Regions from separate parts of the Zea mays genome. Here region 2 is linked to region 1. A link is a contact called in public Hi-C data. All regions are on one chromosome and are shown on one strand. Each heading gives the region's core, a stretch centred on a gene start, on an enhancer-like site or on the middle of the called end of the contact. The rest is flanking DNA. Distances are from core to core; before and after follow the strand shown.

What was found. Hi-C and Micro-C count contacts between places; a contact is called where the count stands out from the background.
Region 2: a Hi-C map of bundle sheath shows a contact between it and region 1, with 3 times the contacts expected there. The contact joins the promoter of LOC103632825 here to the enhancer-like site in region 1. A contact is called at or near these places in 2 of 25 Hi-C or Micro-C datasets (bundle sheath and ear).

Annotation. Positions count from the first base shown.
Region 1 is chr7:126,372,550-126,377,967 of Zm-B73-REFERENCE-NAM-5.0, reverse strand. LOC100502415 reads right to left here. Exons shown (of 14, transcript NM_001365550.1): 1 at 4,951-5,418; 2 at 4,648-4,807; 3 at 4,413-4,461; 4 at 4,027-4,140; 5 at 3,394-3,900; 6 at 2,041-2,454. Among protein-coding and RNA genes, the nearest start is that of LOC100502415, 3.3 kb to the right of the region's middle. Within about 2 kb of position 1,292, at least 18 of the 20 cell types and tissues checked have an H3K27ac peak or open chromatin away from gene starts, as enhancers often do. A contact at or near this core is called in bundle sheath and ear, where this site is marked.
Region 2 is chr7:127,374,471-127,380,500 of Zm-B73-REFERENCE-NAM-5.0, reverse strand. LOC103632825 (probable GTP diphosphokinase RSH3, chloroplastic) reads left to right here and starts at 4,184. Exons shown (of 6, transcript XM_008654556.4): 1 at 4,184-5,197; 2 at 5,291-5,476. The coding sequence starts at 4,514.

The sequences.
Region 1 (5,418 bases), core at 43-2,542:
TGGTGAGACGGGAACGGGCACCAAGTCACGGCCATGCCAAATTTAGTGGCCACGAACCCACATGAATACAACAAAACTGTGAGTGCGAGTCGGGTCGTCGCGTCGCCTGCTGCCGGGGGCAGTACGCAGTAGGTGGCGCGGCCGTGCATTATACTATACGCCGGTGGGCGGTGGCCATGTGGTCTGGGTCAAAACGAGCTGGTCGCTTGCTGCGCCGCTGATCGATTGACAACGTCGTGTCTACTTCTACTCCACGCCGCGAATTAAATGTGGGACGAAATAGAGAGACAGAGAGAGAGAGGGAGAGATGCGCCGGCCGGTATACTGCCTGCCACCACCGAGAAACGACGTAGCAGCACAAAGGGAGAAGCTTCCCTGCGCTGCGCATACCCCATCACTGGAAGGAAGCTTAAAGGCGAAGGCATGCGACGACGCCCGTCGCTTGCAGATTCGGGGGTGTCGTGCGGGGTGTGTGTGTGGTGAAGCTAAAGCGATATGAGTGCAGGTAACCGACCCTCGTGGCAAAAAAAACAAAATAAAAAACAAAACAGAGTGGGGGTAATAAGGCTGCTAGGTTTTATAGGATGGGAACGGAAGAACGCGTTCAAAAACCATGATCCAGCGACGGATGATGGATTGGATTTGTGTACTAGTAGGAGGAGATGGAGGGTTTAATTTCGCGTACTGCTAAAACAGTGCTTCCTTCCTGTAAAGCGCAGGGAGGGGGGCCATTCGTACGTGGCCATGGACAGCACTAAATAAGGTCCATCTACGTCGATGATTAGCCTCGGCGCGCAATCCTCACCACCTATTTCAGCGCAAAGATCCAAACGAAAGTGCCCTGTAAAGTGGCCCCCATCAACAGCACACACTAGCCAGATCCACCAACAAGGGCAGGGGCCATCATAAACACTCAAACGCGTAGGGATACAACTGTACACATCCGAAAGGGAAGGGAACAGAAGCTCATATATAATTTGGCCCTAGTCCTCTGCCGAAAATGATGTAATTGGCCTGGCCTTAAAAGACGACACCATGATTTTTAAGAGCCCCCCACGCCCACGTTCCGGCTGGGCAGAGCTGACAGGATGGGCGGGGCGGGGCCCCGAGTTCCGCAGCGCAGTTGTTTCGATGCGTCCGTGCCCGTTCATGGATCAGCCGATCCCGAGACTGACGACGACGAGGACCACGGCGACTGCCGGCCACCACTCCACACGTCAGCAGTCAGCACCGCGCCGTGGCACCCGGCACTGAGCTGTGGAGCATATCACCACCTGCCCGCGTGCCGCGCAAGGCCGTGACAGCTCGCAGCGACGACCGCTGCCGCCACCGCTACCGTATTCGTCTCTATCCCGGCCGGTCTACCCTGCCTGCCTACCTGCCTACCTCTTAGCCTGCCGTGTTTTTAAGAGCCTAGCCGGACGGACCCGACCCGACACGGACGCGTCGCTTCCCTTGACGATCTCGACCGGGGCGGGGCGGCGGCTCCGAGCAGGTCTCCGGCTGGAAACAGCCAAGCATGCTCCGGCCGGTTTGACTCCGGCGGCACCGACACCACCATCACTCCCTGTACCGGCTGTACCCCACGTCCCACGGCACTCCGGCCTTCACGCACGCTGGCGCGCTGCTACAATCTCGAGTGGCATCGTCATGGCAACAGTAATTCTCCGAAGCTGTTCAGACTGCATGACCAAATATAGCACAATCTCGAGTGGCATCGTTCCTGGAAGGAGGAGCTAAGGCAAGCAGTGGCGGGGAGCACCGGACGCGACAACGGCGTGTCCAAAGTAAAAAGCGACGCGGGTTACCATCACCTTTGCCCTCGCGCGACGGGCCAAAACAGAAAATCGTCACCCTCCCAAAAAAAAAGCTACGCGACGTGTCGCAACCAGCAACGCCCAACTAACCTCGCCCAAGCAATGAAATCGATCAAGTGCGTGCCACGGAACGGACGGGGAAAAAAAACGCGCCGAAACCAAATCGCAATCCACATCACACACAGATGGGGAAAGGGATCGATCGGGGGATGCACGTACGTACCGTCTTCTCGTACCACCTCCGGACGAGGAAGAGGAAGTAGCCGTGCGCGAGCAGGAGCGCGTACACGATGCCGAGGAGGTGGTGCGAGTACCAGAAGGCGTTGAAGCCGGTGAGCCGGTTCAGTGGCGCCGGGAGCCGCGACGTGCCGGCGGCCGCGCCCGCGCCCTTGGGCTCCCCCTTGCGGAACGGGTGCGTGGCCAGCGTGAAGGAGACGGTCATCAGCACCACCATGGCCACGCCCGTCACGCCCTCCGTGCCCGACAGGAGCCCCGCGTACGTCGGCTTGTCCGCGCCGAACGCGCCCGCGACGAGCGCGTACTCCTCCGGGCTCGCCGCGATCACCCGCGGGAAGTCGCACGCCAGGTGGTTCCCCGCGTGCAGCGTGATCCCCACCACGATCGCCGTCGCGATCATCTGAATCAGAGGAAATGAAATAAAAGCATATTTAGTTGATCAAGTTTCTTGGAAAATTTTCACAGCTGCTGCAATTACGGCAGTGAAAGTGGACGCAAACGCACGTCATTGTCTTTGCTTCGGTCACGACGAGTCGTTACCGTGACTGACAGTGCCCTCCACGGTTACTTTCCAGAGAACAACCCGGCACCGCTGCTGGGGACCCAGCAGCGACTGGGACACTTGTGGCCCGCCTGCAGAGACAATTCTCGGTCCGTGCCAACTTTCACCGACCGGGAAGCGGCTCTGACTTTTGACTGGACCCTTACTACTGCGCTGGGCTTTGGCAGCACGCACACGCACTTGTCCCAACCGTGGGCAAGGGATCTTCTGTGCCGTACGGCCCCACTTACCGCCGGGACAGAATCATTAGACCGCGTGTCCGCGCCGCTGCCCGCAGTGCAGTACGGAACATGTGATGGAGACTTGGCCTACCGCCTGCGTATCTGGGGAACCCACCGTAGATGAGTACGCTGCACATGTAGTAGTAGTATGGGTGTATAGTAAGCCCAAAGTCTCAAGCTACCACATGGGTCCGGAGCAGCCTTCGGCCGGCAGCGGCCCTTCCACACGGGATCCGGGACCCCCCCTACGTGGGCGGCCAATCATTGGACGCCACGTTCCCGCCGCGTACGACACGGCCTCCGCGCCTCGTCTCCGACGGCGACGGCCGAACTAACCACCGACCCATCGGCCGCCGGAATATTTACCGCAAGTGACTACCCGTGAGTCGTCGTCGACCGCTTGGATGTTACTTACCATCATGGGCGACGAATCTACCGTGGGTAGGTGGCTCGCCACGTCGGACGCGACGATATTTGCGGAAGCGGCTGGCGGTGGGGAGCTTGCACGGACATCATGGAGTACACAGTACAGTAGTAGAGTCCGCTCGTAATTTACCTTGTGGAAGGTGATGTTGTCGTCGAAGGGGACGAAGAAGCGGGCCCAGGAGGAGCGGAGCCACGTGAGCGTGTTGCGGCAGACGGGGAGCAGCACGAGCGCCATGTTGAGCTTGAGCGTCTCCGCGGCGCCCTTGGCCGTGGGGAGGCAGTACCCCATCACCTGGAACGCCGCCATGCGCCGGTACTGGACGAACTTCCACACGAACAGCGCCGCCATGGCCGCGAACCACAACGCCAGCACCCAGGCGCGGCGCCAGTTCTCCTCCGCCGCCACGCGCACCCGCGCCGCCGCCTTCCGCACGCCCCAGCTCCGGCGACGCTCGCGCGGAGGCCCCGGGTGGTCGCCGTCCACGCCGCAGCCGCCGTCTCCTCCTCCCCCTGTTATCGTCAGCGCGCCGCCGACGCCGAGGTTCTGGCTCCACTGGGCCCCGCTGGCCGTGCTCAGCGGGCGGCTGTAGTTCATGTAGGTGTCGCGCTGGAGCAGCAGCGCTTCGAGCTGCCACAGCTGGCAAGACAGGGAAGAGGCAGCACACGTGTCAGTCCGGCGGCAGCACGCGTACGTACCCCCCCAAATTTCCCCTGGTCAAAAAGACAGTAGCCCGTAGGGCATACGGCCCGCGCGCGTACGTACCTCAATGTAGCCAAGCTTCTCCGGGTCGAGCTCCTCCATGATGAGCGACGCGTACTCCTCCGCCTGCTCCTTGAGCTTTGCCAGCTTGTTGGCCGACGCGCTGAGCACGATCAGCTGCGGTGGCAGGAGGGAGACCAAGCCAAACATCTCGCTGGATTAGCGGCGGAGCACGTGGATAGTTTACCGCAGTAAATAGTAAGTAGGTTTAATTAATTAAACAAGATCAGTATGTATGGTACACTGCACTGGTACTGGAAGCAGCGGTTTGGTAATCAGAGCAGGGTGCCCACAAGAAGGTTCTAATGGTGCTCTACTTTCTTTTGGGGCTGGCAGTTTGAACTAAACACAGAGATGCAGAGAGGAGTGAAGAGCATTAGAAAAGTCACCTCCTGTACTTCCTCCCTCGTTATCCTCCCGTCCACGTTGGTGTCCACCCTGAATTTGGGACCGAGAACGGCACCAGAAGGAGAAGAAAGCTTACTGTCAAGAATCTGCGGGGGCGCAAAGCGTAGTGCAGGTGCGCACGCACCGGGAATTGGGACGGATCGATTTGTGACGTTACTTTACTTGGGACCCGGGGAAAGGAAGAGAAATGGGGGCGCGTGAAATTTAGCTCAGTACATGTCGAAGAAGATCTGGAGCCGCGCGTCGAAGCTCTGATCGGAGATCTGGAGCCAGAAGTCGTAGAGCTCCTCCTTGGTGATCCGCTCCAGGTTCTGCCGCCGCCGCCGCGCCAGCGCGTCGAAGATGCCCACCGCGAACTCCTTGGAGTCCACCATTCCTGCAGTTTGGGCGTGGAGCGCCATAAGATCGCGGATAAGGACGTCGCAATTACAGTAGGATCGAGCTGTTTCCTCGCGTGTGCGGAGGATAACAATGTGAACTGCAGGCAAGAAGCAGCAGCGGCGTCGAGTGTGGCCGTACCGATGCATTCGCCGAAGTCGTCGCGGGAGAGCAGCCCTTCGCGGGCGAGGTCGTTGAAGCGCTCCTCGACGCGGCGCCAGAGCTCGGCGGCCTCGACGGAGCCCGTGGTGCGGCTGATGAAGCGGAGGCCCTTGAGCGCGCGCCTGGCGCCGGCGCGGGACCGGTTGAGCTGCGCCTGCTCCCGCCGCCGCTCGCGCGCCGCCATGGCGGCCTCCCGCTGAAGCTCGGCGGGCGTGGGGCGGTACGGGGACGGGGAGGGCGACGGCGACCGGAGCCACGCGAACTTCTTCCGTATCCGCGACGACGTCGACGAGCACCGGCTCAGGCGGCCGCCGCCCTCCGAAGGCGCGCGGCGCGGCGACGGCGACACCCCGAGGACCCCCGCGGACGGCGGCGCCGGGAGGGAGGCGGCGCCGTAGAGCGCCGCGCTGGTGGGCGTGACGCTGCGCACCACCATGGACTCCTCGT
Region 2 (6,030 bases), core at 2,935-5,434, 1.0 Mb before region 1:
TGAAGCCTGAAGCACCTACAACAAAGGAAGGACGTACATACGAAGACTCTACCAAGGCTATATATACGCGCGAAGCTTGATCCACAGAGACTGTGAAAGCCAAAAGAACATCCTATGAAGCCTCAATAAGAATAACTATCAGTCCTCAGATGATAAAGTTATAGAATCTTCGTAGATACACGAACATGCTTGTGAAGATTAACCATTCATAAGGATTAGTTATTAATGGAGATGGATGGAGATAAAAAAAAAGATCATACTACACTCGTGTAGATGAACTGTTGTAATCTAATAGCTGAGGCTTCATAGGATAAAAGGTTTATGTAATAGACCCTCCATTCTTCAAAATTGTAGTCGTTTTAGCTTTTTATTTTTATGTCTATATTCAAATGGATGAAGTTGAATCTAGACACTTGTTATAGGACTAAGGGTGTGTTTGGTTTGACTTTTGGCTTTGGCTTTTGCCCCCTAAAAGCCAAAAGCAACCAAAGGGCTGGATCCAGGAAGCAGCTTTTTCTAAAAGCCGACTTTCTCGTAGTGCAAAACTGAAAGCACCCCTGGACCTGCTTTTAGTGGCTTTTGGATAGAACTGTGAAAACATATATCGAAGAACTTTTAACGACTTTTAGTGGTTTCCACCAAATGATTTTTAGCTTTTTAACAGCTCACAGCCTACAACAGCTTTTTCCACAGCTCACAGCCCACAACAACTTTTTCCACAGCCACAGCCCAACCAAACAGACCCTAAGGCACTTATATGTATTTTGTTGTATATTTATAGAGCTAGGTGTACCAAAAAACCTGTTTGTTTGGGATTATAATCTATCTAGATAACATAATCTAACTTATTTTGAATTTATGGTCTATTTGTTTGAAATTTTAACATGGCTAGATTATAGGCTTCAGTTGGGGCCGGAAACTGATAGCGGACTGGGCTTTTGGCCCAGCAAATGTCCAGATACACACTCTGTCGGTCTGTCCTGACTCACGAGGCCCAGCTGACATCATTTCAGTTTTTAACTCTTTCGGTGCAACCTGGAGCTATATATTTCTTCAGATTTTCTTTTTTTCTTTCCTCTATAAAATAGAAGAAGTACTTGAATTATGGGTCAGGATGCCTCCATTTCATAGTGTAACTCCTTTTCCTTTTCTCTGATACGAGATCCTGGAGACACTAGGGTACAGTTTTGAGTTCAAGAGCGGTAGGTAGATTCAGCGTCCTACCAATACCGTGCACGTTGGCAGAAAAGTAGTATAGTAGTACAATGTGCGTGGTGTGAAGTCGTACAGGAGGTGCCAGAAAACTGGTTGATTCTGGCATTCTGCGCCGTGTAGGAAGGGGCACGCAGCACGAAGCCTCTCGCATCGAACGACATTCGGACCTGCAAAGCGCAACAGCCGATGGAGACGGCAAACGGCTGGTCAGGTCTATACCTGCTGCGGCCTGCGTCGACTCGCGCGGCGCTAGTGGCTTTCCCGCGAATTTCCGTCGACCGGCACGCGCAAATCTTCGTCGGCCACCACGTTGCCGTCCGGTCCACGTCCACGTCGCTCGCTCCCGCGGGCCGACGACGAGCGTGGCTGGGTACCACGTACCATTACCATAATAGTACCATCGCGCTCCGGGTTCGCAACAAGTGGCCGCGATCGCCGTTCTCTGCACCCCACGTGGAGGAGACGTAGGCGAGCGTACAAGGCAGACGTCCACGCTTCAACTGTTGCACGCACGTTGCCGGCAAGCGGGCGGCGCTTGCGCTTCCGTTCTTTATCCGCCCTGAGCGCTGATGACTTGTCGTCCGTCTTGATCAAGACGGAGGATACTTTTTTTGGAACAGGTTAAGGTCCCGCACGTTGGGCACCGCACCGACGAGAACAAAAGGAAGAGGAAGTCGGATCACACATCAAAGCTCGCAAATTTAGTGAAACTGAAAACGCTGACGGGAGTGCTTGATGTTCAGTTAGTGACGGACTGAGAGTGATTATTATTACTCTCTGCCTCTGCAAGTAAACACGACATAAACGAGCGTAAGCGTCGCTAGAGTTTCCAGAACGTCATGTGGCGAGACGAGTCGACGCTGCCGCCTGCCGGTAGGATTCGGCAGAGCCGTGAGCAACAGCGCTGCCATCCCACGTTCAATGCAGGACCACGGATCGACCAGGGACGTCGCTGCCGCCGCCGCCACCAACCGTTCGCGGCAGCTGACGGAGATTCAGGCACTGGACGCTGGACCTGGACCCACAAAAAGGCGAGATCCCAATCACACCGGAGTCCGGAAGGTGAAGAAGGGCGCCTCCGTCACGGCATCCTATACCTACCTGCCTCCGCGCTCGCCCGGGCTGGAAGATTCTTCAGAAGCTCACACTCACACACCTCACCCCGAAGGCTAGATTCTGGTCCACACAGCCCGGCGCCGTGGAGATGGAGACGCCACCGCCACCCTGCATATCACGGCTTTCGCTCAGACAAGCCGCCCATTCGGCGTGGCGTCACATCATCACACGATCTAATTCATCCAAAAGGGCCGCAGCCAGCAGGCGATGCAGAGTTGCAGACTGGGAGGAGAATCTGAGACGAACTTGAACAGCTTACATACACACACAGCGGTTCTACTTTTTACACCCTGCATGCAGGCATGCAGCCTCTGGGGTTCAGGACAGGGGGTGCAAAACACGCACCCAGGGCCAACAACAGACTTTTGTTTTGAGATTTAGGTCTCCTCTTTGTCAAAGAAGAAGATCTTGCAGGAAGCTTCTATTCACACGTCACACAGAAAATATCCACCAACAATTATTTAGCATAGAATAATTTAAAAGTGTAGTTTTGTAATCGACTAGTTACTTAACCTTATATTTTTTAATTAAAAACTAGCATATAGCTCATGCTAACACTATGAACCGGATGATCGAGAGAGGGATCAACGGTGGTGTCACAAAAAGAGAGGTTGACGACGACAACGACGTGAGTGGGAGGGTCGGCGGGGAGGTAGAAGAAGAGGGATGAAATATGAGTATTGTATTTAAATAATGTTGTTCATTAAATTTGAGGGAGTGATGAAGAGGGGTTATCTGGCTATCTGAATCGTTGTTTTTTATTGTGTGTTTAAGTCTAAGTATATTTTGTTTGGTGGATTTAGTGAAAGTTATGAGTGTACGAGGGATTTGGCTGGGTGGGATTAAAAAGGATTATATAATGCTATAGGTAAATACTTTCAAAAGAAACAAATGTGTCAGTTCTTTTTTAAAAAAAGAGTGACAAATATGGTGACCGCAACAGGTAGCACTCAATGCTTAAGCGGAACCTAATAATCCCTGTGATGGAGAATTTTGCCGGCCGAATCTCCATGATTTCTGCAACGGCCTGTAGGAGCTTGCCGGAGTGCAGGAACAGCGAATTAGAAAATGGCCGCCGCGCCAACTCCACTCCACACCCCTCTAGGGAACCTAGAGGTAGTGGATAAGCTGTAGCACCTTCTAGAAAGTCTTTTATTCTACTACTATTTTGCTTTTGCATTGCTTTTATCGGCATGATAATGGCGCATTAGCATCACATCGAGCATCATTAGCTGTGGCCAGGGGGCGTGAATGAAGAAGGTTTTGGATAGGGCAAGCTTTTTATTTAATCGAGACATGTGTCGGTATGTCCAAGGCGTAAAGAAGTCACAGTAACGCCACCAATTCGTTCGTTTGGATAGAAAGGCGGTGTCGCCGACTGGGCGTCTAGCACTCTAGCTGACGATCCTACTAGCACATTGCAATCGGCCGGCTCCTCCTGAGTCGCAAAATCAGCGAAATGTTAGTAGGAGGCAAAACTTCAATTGCAGTGATTCAATGTTAGTTTACAGATGACTGATAGCTAGACTGTTCTTTACATTTAAAATATCGATGATTATATTATAAAGTTGTAGCGTGCAAAAGTTTAGCAAATACGTAGACTTGAATTAAAGTTTCTCCTCTTCTTTTGAACCGCAATAGCCTTGGATTAAAGATCTATCCTCTTCTTCCGGGTCCGTATTTAAAACACTCGAATCCTAATCGCTAAGGGCCTAAGGCTGACAAAACCGGCAAAACCGAAACTAGTTAACGGCCAAAACTCCGGCAACACGGTAGATAGAAGATTCCTGAGGAGGGGCGGTTTCGGCATTTTGAAAGCCAGCCGCCTTCCTATAATTAGCGAGGGTCCCAGATTCTCTCTCTTCACGCACACGCAGCAGCAGACGGGACGCAACCCAAGTAGTACGCAAGCCGAACAGATTTTCCCCATTTCCCTGCTCTCCTCGCCCTCCCCACGAAATTCCCTGCTTGATCACGCCGATTTCAGCTGTTTGCAACACTTCCTCTTGTTCGATTTTTATTAACTCGTCGACTCCACCTCACCGAGGTCAAATCTTTGGCATCGGATTCTGTTCTGTGCTGCCTTTTGGTTTCGGCGCCGAATTCAGTTCCGATTCCGAACAGTTAGCAGCTTTAAGCGGCTTTCAGTTCGAGCGCGTCGGAGGCATCCCTGATTCCGGCGATGTCGTTGCCCGCGATTTCCATGTACACCAGTCCGCCGGGCGCGGTCTACTCTTCGGAGTTCGACCCAGCCTCCCGTGGCTCGTCGCCTTGCACCACCGCTGCGCCCCCGCCGCCGGCCGCCTCGTACCGCTTGCCCTCCGGCGGCGGCGGCCTGTCTTGCCTCTTCTCCTCGCCGGCAGCTGCGGCCGCGCCGCCCCGCGCCCCGGCTCACGACGACCTCGGTGCGCTGTGGCACAACAGATCCGACGACCTGAGCGTCCCCGCCGACGGGGGCGGGTACTCCTACTCGCACTCCCACTCGTCTTCGCAGCTAAAGCGGAGGGACCTGCATCACCACCACCACAGCCCCGTGTCGGTGTTCCAGGGGCCGTCCACCTCTTCACCATCCCGGAGCCCACCGGCTTCTTGGCTCGCCGCCCGCGACCGCGACCGCCTCTTCGCTGGCTTCGTGCGCAACGCTCTCGGTTCCTGCGTTGACTACGCGCCGCCCACCAGCCCTCGCCCGGAGGTCGGCGCCAGCGAGCTCGCGTTCGAGCTCGACGAGAACCTCGCGGAGGCTAGCCCTGCCTGCGAGCCATACGCCCAAGAGCTGCTCGCGAGTGCCCAGGATCGCCACCGCATCTTCCACGAGGAGCTGGTCGTGAAGGCCTTCTTGGAGGCCGAGAAGGCTCACCGTGGCCAGGTAAACCACAAAATTCCAACCTCCATCTGAGTGCCTGAATTGTCCGATCCTGATAGTTACTGAATCTTGTCTCTGCTTTTGTTGTGCGAATAGACGCGCGCGAGTGGTGACCCCTACTTGCAACATTGTGTGGAGACTGCTGTGCTACTTGCCAAGGTCGGCGCAAATGCAACGGTTGTCTCTGCTGGGCTTCTGCATGACACCATTGATGATTCATTCATTGACTATGACCACATCTTCCATATGTTTGGTGCTGGGGTTGCCGATCTCGTCGAAGGGGTATGTGTTCCTTTTCCCTTGGAACTTGATAATTTGTTGCGATTGGAAAGCATCGTTATTTCCTCTGTGTATCAACAAGTTGTTGGCTAGATCAGTTGCAATTATTTGGTCCAATTATGATGATATACCTCCTGCAACTTTAAGTCAATGATCTAGTGCTGCTGTCATTTTATCTTATAAGCACCTAAACAAAAATTACCCATTTGGATTAACCCAATGTGCGACTTTTGTGGATCAACCCATTGTGTCATATTTGAGTTAATTAGCTGACAATTGCAGCACACTATTTAGTCTGTCTCTTAAAACTATAAGTTACTTTATCTTTCTTGCAGAGTCATAACATCTCAAGTTTGACTTAAATTATAGATGGAATTATAAAATTTTATAACACAAAATAAGTACACTTTAAAAATATAATTGATTAAAAATCTAATCATACTTGTTTGTCATCACAAATATTATTAATTTATTATGTAAATTTTGTCAAACATGATATGCTTTTAGTCCCCCAAAAAGATAGAATGACTTATAATTTGGTGCAGATGGGGTAGTTC